Linked DNA regions of Mus musculus: region 2 is linked to region 1. A link is a contact called in public HiChIP or PLAC-seq data. All regions are on one chromosome and are shown on one strand. Each heading gives the region's core, a stretch centred on a gene start, on an enhancer-like site or on the middle of the called end of the contact. The rest is flanking DNA. Distances are from core to core; before and after follow the strand shown. Region 1 overlaps Myo16 (myosin XVI). Region 2 overlaps Col4a2 (collagen, type IV, alpha 2).

Region 1 (3,410 bases), core at 183-2,682:
AGTTCACAGCAGAGCTGACACTAGAGTTGTTCCCCTGTCCCTGGCTGGATGGGTTCTAGAAGAACTTCCCCAACTTGGGAACTCTAAAGAGGAGCCTCTGCCCTGCTTAGGGAGCTTTCTGAGGCGGAAGCTCAGAGGTCCTTTCAGGAATGTTTAAGCACCATTATCTGAATTCCGTCTGATGATCCTTCCTAAACACATCTGAATGTTTCATTACCCCCAGGAGCATGGTGCAGCTTCCTGTCTCCATTACAGAAATATTTTAAAGTAAATGGGGAGAGGCTGTGCATGAAATATTAACAAGATCTCATTAATGAGCGTATGTTTGAATTAAAGAAAGCTTTCGGGGCTTGGGGGCTTGGGGGCTTGGCTTTTTGTTTGATTGTTTGTTTTAGCCAATTTTAAATCTTATGTGAAGTTACCTGTTTTAGAATTTGCTCTTACCCTGATGATTTAAGTGACAGATAAGCGTTAAACCCACAAGTGTGTCTGCGTTGATTGGCTGTTAGAAATCGGGATCTTGAAGGAAAGAAGAGTTACAGCTTGACAATATCAGCTCTTAGGAGAGGTGGATTTCCATTAAGGCAAGGCTAAACTAACTCTAACTCAGAAATTGTACTTTGAAGCTCCTACATTTTGCAGTGAGGAAAAAGTGAACAGATTATGAAGTTGTAAATCGATCTGGGGCTAAAGTTAAAGCTTAAGTTAATGAAATTTAAATAAAGATTCAGTTGTGAAATACACATCCCACACTCCTGTGAGCAGATTCTCGTGTATTTAAGTTGGGAATGGCCTTGCTCAGAACAGATGTCTTAGTGTATGTCTCGGGGCTATAGTCATCCAACTCTGATGGTAGTGTGCAGAGAGGGCTGAGAAGTCATCTAACTCCAACAGGCCATGAGTAGAATGATAGAGGCCATGAGCAGTAGGACCTGATCCACCCTGGATGAGAGAGTCAGGATGGATCTGCCTAGAAACCCCCAGAACTCCAGCCATCTTCTCTCTCCAGAACTACAAGTGCACAGACCTCTCTTTCGCCCAGACTGTGTTTACAGGTTCCAGCAGCAGCCTGAGGAAGGGAATACAAGCATTCATTGTTTCCTGGCAGTTTACATACAAGAAAAGTGAAACATGTTGATGCGTAGCATTTTAGAGTTTCTTCCTCTTCGTTGGTCTATCCTGAGCTAACTGCTGCCCTTCTTGATCTCTTTGTCCCCTGTGCTTTTCCTCACCTGGACATCCCGTGTCCTTTGTCCTAGATCTGGGCATCTCTCTGAACATCATGTTCCTGACCTAATCTATGCTGCTTTCCACTCACCTTACTGTCATCGTGATGCCCGACACTTGCCCATTGACCACATCCTTGTGTGTAAACAGAACCGTGTCGGTTTCTAAGTAGGCCTTTGGTGAGGGCTGATGACTCATCAAGACCACAAGTGACGGGTGAGGTTGTTAGAGCTCTTGCTTCGGAAGAGCAGAAACTGGGCGGCTTCATCCCAGTGCAATGTATCCTCCCAGTAATGGAAGATGGAAGTACAAACACTGGCATCTGCAGGTTCCTCCTGGCCTCTCTGCAAACAGGAGGTAGTCATTCCCTGAGTTGTGAATGCATTTCTCCTGACTGTCATTCTGCATCTCATGGGTCATTTCCTCTTCCCCTAAGGATTTGGGCATAATGTAATGTGTCCCCCTTGAGTCTAACAAATAACACTTAAAAAAAAATGCAAATAACAGTCTATAATTCTTGGTGAGCATGAGTTTGGGAGAGAGCATCTACACAGGAGTTTCTGGTGGGTAGTAGGCCCCTCAATTCACATTGCCCCATGTCTTCATCTCCCTCCACCTACTGGGTCAACAATGCTTTATTATCTACATTCTGCGGAGTCCACACATACAAAGGAAAGAAAGGAGACATTGCTTTACTTGAACAAGTTTGAGTTTCATTCCATAAGGACATGACTGTGAAGACAGGGACCCTCAGTTGTACACTCGTGAAGTTTAAAATTGAGAAAAATATCATCATGATATCATGGTTTCTTCTGGGGGTTAAGGAGTAGGCTACCTCCATGTAGGAGTGATTATTTTTACATATTTCCTCAAATATACCTATCCTAGCCCCTCCACAGTAGTCTAAGGCCTGCAATATATACAGGCCACATGGCTAATCAAAAATTTGAATAGACAGAGCTATCAAACTGAATTAAGGGATCATCCAGTCAGTTTACTATTTTTGTCTATGATGAGAATATTGGTAAGCCAATGGACTTATCTTATCTAAGTGTTAAAATATCCCTGTTTGGTTTGCCATTCATTTTTACATCTCATAGACGTGCTTGTGTTAGAATGCAGAGCCAGGCTTAGTGACACGTGTTTAAATACGTTATTTGCCTTTTCCCTAGCACACGTTGATCAGCATTAAGACAGCTGTGACCACTCTGGGTGTATTACGAGCTCTTACTGCTCTTCCTCCACGCTTTAGAGACTTCCCTGAAAGATAAGTGGAGACAATTCAGCGATTTCTCTATCTATGGAAGCCATAAAACCTGTGCTGAAAGAGAGAGCATGCAGATGACTGCCTTAACTTATGCTAATGTGACATTCTCTTTCTCCTGGGCTAGACCTGTCCCATGTGGCCAGTAGTTACACCTTGATTAAAAAGAATTCTGCAAAACTACTAGATTCTTTTGCATTTGGGTTTATGCCTAACAGTGTGAACCCACAGGTGTTTGGGATTTTACTGTACATTCAGCGATGCCCTTTCAATATTATTTCCCTCAAGAAAATTAAAACCGTGCAATCTCTGTATGCACTCGGCATTGTAATTTTATGATGAGATAAAAATTTATAGCCCCCTACTACAGTGTACTTATGGTCTTGAAAGCATGCATCAGGATTCTTCCCCAACCCCCTATACCACGTCCATAAAGAAGAAGTTGTCATCCCAGACATGTAAGCCTGGGTCCTGTACTATTTGTTATTGTGATTTCCCAGGCCGTTGCCAGAATTTGTTTCTAGCATGTTGCTTGCTGATGGTCACGGAGTGAGGATAAGAAGTTGTTTTTGATACAGGGGCTACCTGTAAAATACCTCAATGCTTTTCTTCTCCTCACTAAGGACGTGTTCCCTCACTGAATAAGCTTGAGTCTGAAAATTACCCCTTGTTTAGAGTTATACTGCCACCCAGATCTTCCCCCAGAGGAAAATCTTTACTCCACTGATAATTCTAGTGTGTTCTAGATGGTGTCATGCTGATTCAAACCAACCTCTGCACTCTTGACCTCTTGACATGGGTGGTTCATTAGGACCCTTTCAACCTGCTCAACCTTGCAGGTGCACCTGTGCCCAGAGTGACATTTATAGCTTGTGCCCTGGGTTTTGTCTCTGAAGATTGGTGGGAGACACCGTGTACC
Region 2 (3,071 bases), core at 463-2,962, 900 kb after region 1:
GACTATTGGGACAAAGGGCCCAAGGAACTTGAAGTTGCGGGTTTCTTCTCTGTGCTGGAGAATGAACACGGGGATTCCTGTACACTAAACATACGCTCCTGTACCTAAACACACACTCTACACTCCCAGCCACAGAGCAAGCTGAGGCAGCCCAGTCTCCCATTCAGTCTTTAGCCAACAACCAGCTTCCTGTTGCTGCTTGCTTCCCACCAAGCCTTAGCACACTCGGAGGTGACTCTTTTCCCAGTGGCTGAAGCATCACCTGCTATTGCTGGGATTGGATGAGATCCCACTAAAGCATTCAACACAGAAACCTAGGTCCATCCACGCCTCCTGGCCACGCAGGCCTCCTGGCCAACTCCCACCTCCTCTCCGGTCCTGCCACTTGCTCTCCTAGATTTGGTTGTCAGTTAAAAGCTCATTCAAACACAGGTCAAAATGAAACCATGGAGTTTAAAGGCACACAGGGAATCGCCACAGCCTGCTAGAAATGCACAGGGAAAGAGACAACCAGGGAGCAGGAGAACCCTGCAAGGTCAGTTTACAAAAAAACCAAAGCCCTTGTTTCCTCCACAGGGCCAGCACATGTCTCCTAGGAAATTAGAGCTCAAGTCACTGGCTAAGAGGATGCCAGGTTGGCCAGCATTCTCCCTACAATGGCCCAGAGAGACAGCTTCGGGGAGCCCTGCAGACCCAGGGTTTCCTCCATGTAGAAACAAGTTGCTTCTCTTTTACCTGTGATGGGAAGCTGCCATGCTAAGTAAGAGAAGGTGTCAGGGGGTTGGTTTACTGAACACTCGTGAGTTTCGAACCAGGGGTGTGCCACCATTTTGGGGCCTCGTCAGTCTGTGGGCTCTGCCCCACTCTCCTCACTCGCCCTCAGCCCATTCGTCAGTCTGCGGTCCCATGAGGGTGTGACACCATCCTTCCTTTCCTCACTCACCAGCTAGCCTAGAGGTTGGGAAGGTACACACAGAAGTTGCTCTGCTCCTGCAGTCAGAGGGTCAAGATGGTCTCAGAAGACCACAGGTTGGAGATGGGAAGCCTTCAGCTCCTGCCACACCCCGGATCTCCCAAACCACTCATCTGGGGACTTACTTGCCCTTCCTCTGAGGTAGGAACCCCAGGCATGATGAGATCTGGCCAAGCAGAAGGTCTGTGGGCAGAGAGCATGCCCTTTGCCTTAGGGGAATACCACAGTGCTCCATCCCCTTTTCATGTTTAATTTATACATTTTAACATCTTACATACATATGCAAGGACGGCTCTTCACAGGAACTTCGTGCACTACACGCTAGGCACTCGCTGTACCAGCTGAGTTCAGCCCTTCCCATCCCTTTCCTAAACTCTGCCAGTAATCCCAGACGATAAGTCCTGAACATCTTGTAATTGAATTCCATCAGAAATCCATTCAAAGTCACGATAGGAATTTCCCTTCCACCCCACTTCTCTTGAGAGAGAGCACAGCAGGCAGTCGCTGCCGGCAGGTGAGAACGCAATGACATCAGCCTTAGATCTGCTGTTCCTTAAGAACAGGTCTGTAAACTGCACAAGCAGATCTCAGAGAAGCGACCTTGTAAATGCGAGAATGTTCTGTGGTTTTATTTTTTGGTTCAAGCCAAGCCCCTGAATTCTCCAAGTCCTGAGCCTTGCCAGCCACAGGCTGACCAACATGACTAATGCAAGTTACCCACGGTCTTACCATCCTTGGGCATAAAGCCGCTCCAGCTGGAGCAAGCCTGCCAAGCGTGCAGGGAGCCCTGCTAACGGTACATGACAGTCGGAGGGCTTTGGAAACATTCCCCGAGCCAGCTGTCTATCCACCCCCACAGTTGTCTGTCTGGAGATAAGGCTCCCATGCTGGTCACTCAGAGATGCGTCACAGGAGTCTTGGATGCTGCTCCCAGCAGAGCTCTGCCAGGCAGGTCCACAGAGAGGTGGCCTGTGCTGACCCGGAACCAAAAAGCCACCCCCACAGTGTCCTGAGCTATCCTTTGCCTCTGTGTTCCAGATCTGTCATTCATTCAAATGGGTCATTAGGGATGGGCTCTTTGTTTGTGGGAGCTTGCTTAGTGTGGGGGGGGGGGGGGAGCAGAGAGAGAGAGAGCTGAGAGAGGAGAGAGAGAGAGCAGAGAGAGAGAGAAAGCAGAGAGAGAGATTACAAATGAGTTTCTATTTCTCCTTCCCACTTAGTGACGGATACATATTTTCCATTAGTAAAGCATTGAGCTCTTTTTACTTTTTAAGAACAGTGTAGGTGGCATATTTCACAATCTTGGCAAGGCAGACAAGACATTTGGGGAGTAAATCAAAGCTGGAAGCCAGAAGTCTTGGCCTAGACTTGGACTGCCACTTAGGGAAGTGTAGCAGAGGGAATCAGGTGAGAGGACAGAGGGAGACTGCAATGAGCCTCCTGGCTTCCCGGTGTATAAATGGTCCTTGGTGGAGATGGGAGGGAGTGGGCTGGGGTGAGATCCGTGCTGGATTTAGAAGTTGAGGGAGAATGGAGGGCATGAGACTCACTCCTCAAGCTTATTTTTTTTTCACAGTCACTAATTTCTTTTTTTTTTTATTTGACTTTTGAGTTCAGTAGGAGATCTCTAAAGCGAGACTTCAGCAACTCTCTGATGAGTTGAGAAGAGAGGCCGCTACCAGCTTAAGAGCAGCCTTAGCCTAAGAAAAGAGCTGTCCACACTGGCAAGCCTGACAACCATCAGGCCTCTAGGATGATCAGCTGCTGGCCAGAGGCTTTGATGCTATTCTTAGAACACAAAAGACTGAATCTACGCAGGTTTTACTCCTTTTCCCTCTGTGTCCTCTTCCTGGCCCCTCCTTGGAAATTCATTTCCCTGGCCATTTTACATGATAAGGAAGAGACTGGGTTTGCCATGGGGAAACACATTGCCAATTTAAATAGCATCAGTGAAGAAGTGGGGATTTCAGAGAGTCTGGAGTCACCATTGCTTAGAAATGGAATGGAGGAATTCACCATCACTGGTGCGTGGAAGCAGACATATCTGGCCCAGAGAGGGTGGCAGTTGGAAGCCATCAACCAAGTTAGCATGGCATGG

The links. HiChIP or PLAC-seq counts read pairs in DNA pulled down with a chosen protein or histone mark.
Region 2: a contact with region 1 is called in a FOXA1 HiChIP or PLAC-seq map of pancreatic cancer cells. The contact joins two enhancer-like sites.

Annotation. Positions count from the first base shown.
Region 1 is chr8:10,479,654-10,483,063 of GRCm38.p6, forward strand. The region is part of intron 23 of Myo16 (myosin XVI); the gene reads left to right. Among named protein-coding and RNA genes, the nearest start is that of Gm51561, 51 kb to the left of the region's middle. Within about 2 kb of position 1,433, at least 33 of the 459 cell types and tissues checked have an H3K27ac peak or open chromatin away from gene starts, as enhancers often do. A contact at or near this core is called in pancreatic cancer cells, where this site is marked.
Region 2 is chr8:11,380,814-11,383,884 of GRCm38.p6, forward strand. All of the region lies in intron 4 of Col4a2 (collagen, type IV, alpha 2), which reads left to right. Among named protein-coding and RNA genes, the nearest start is that of Gm46030, 42 kb to the left of the region's middle. Within about 2 kb of position 1,713, at least 133 of the 459 cell types and tissues checked have an H3K27ac peak or open chromatin away from gene starts, as enhancers often do. A contact at or near this core is called in pancreatic cancer cells, where this site is marked.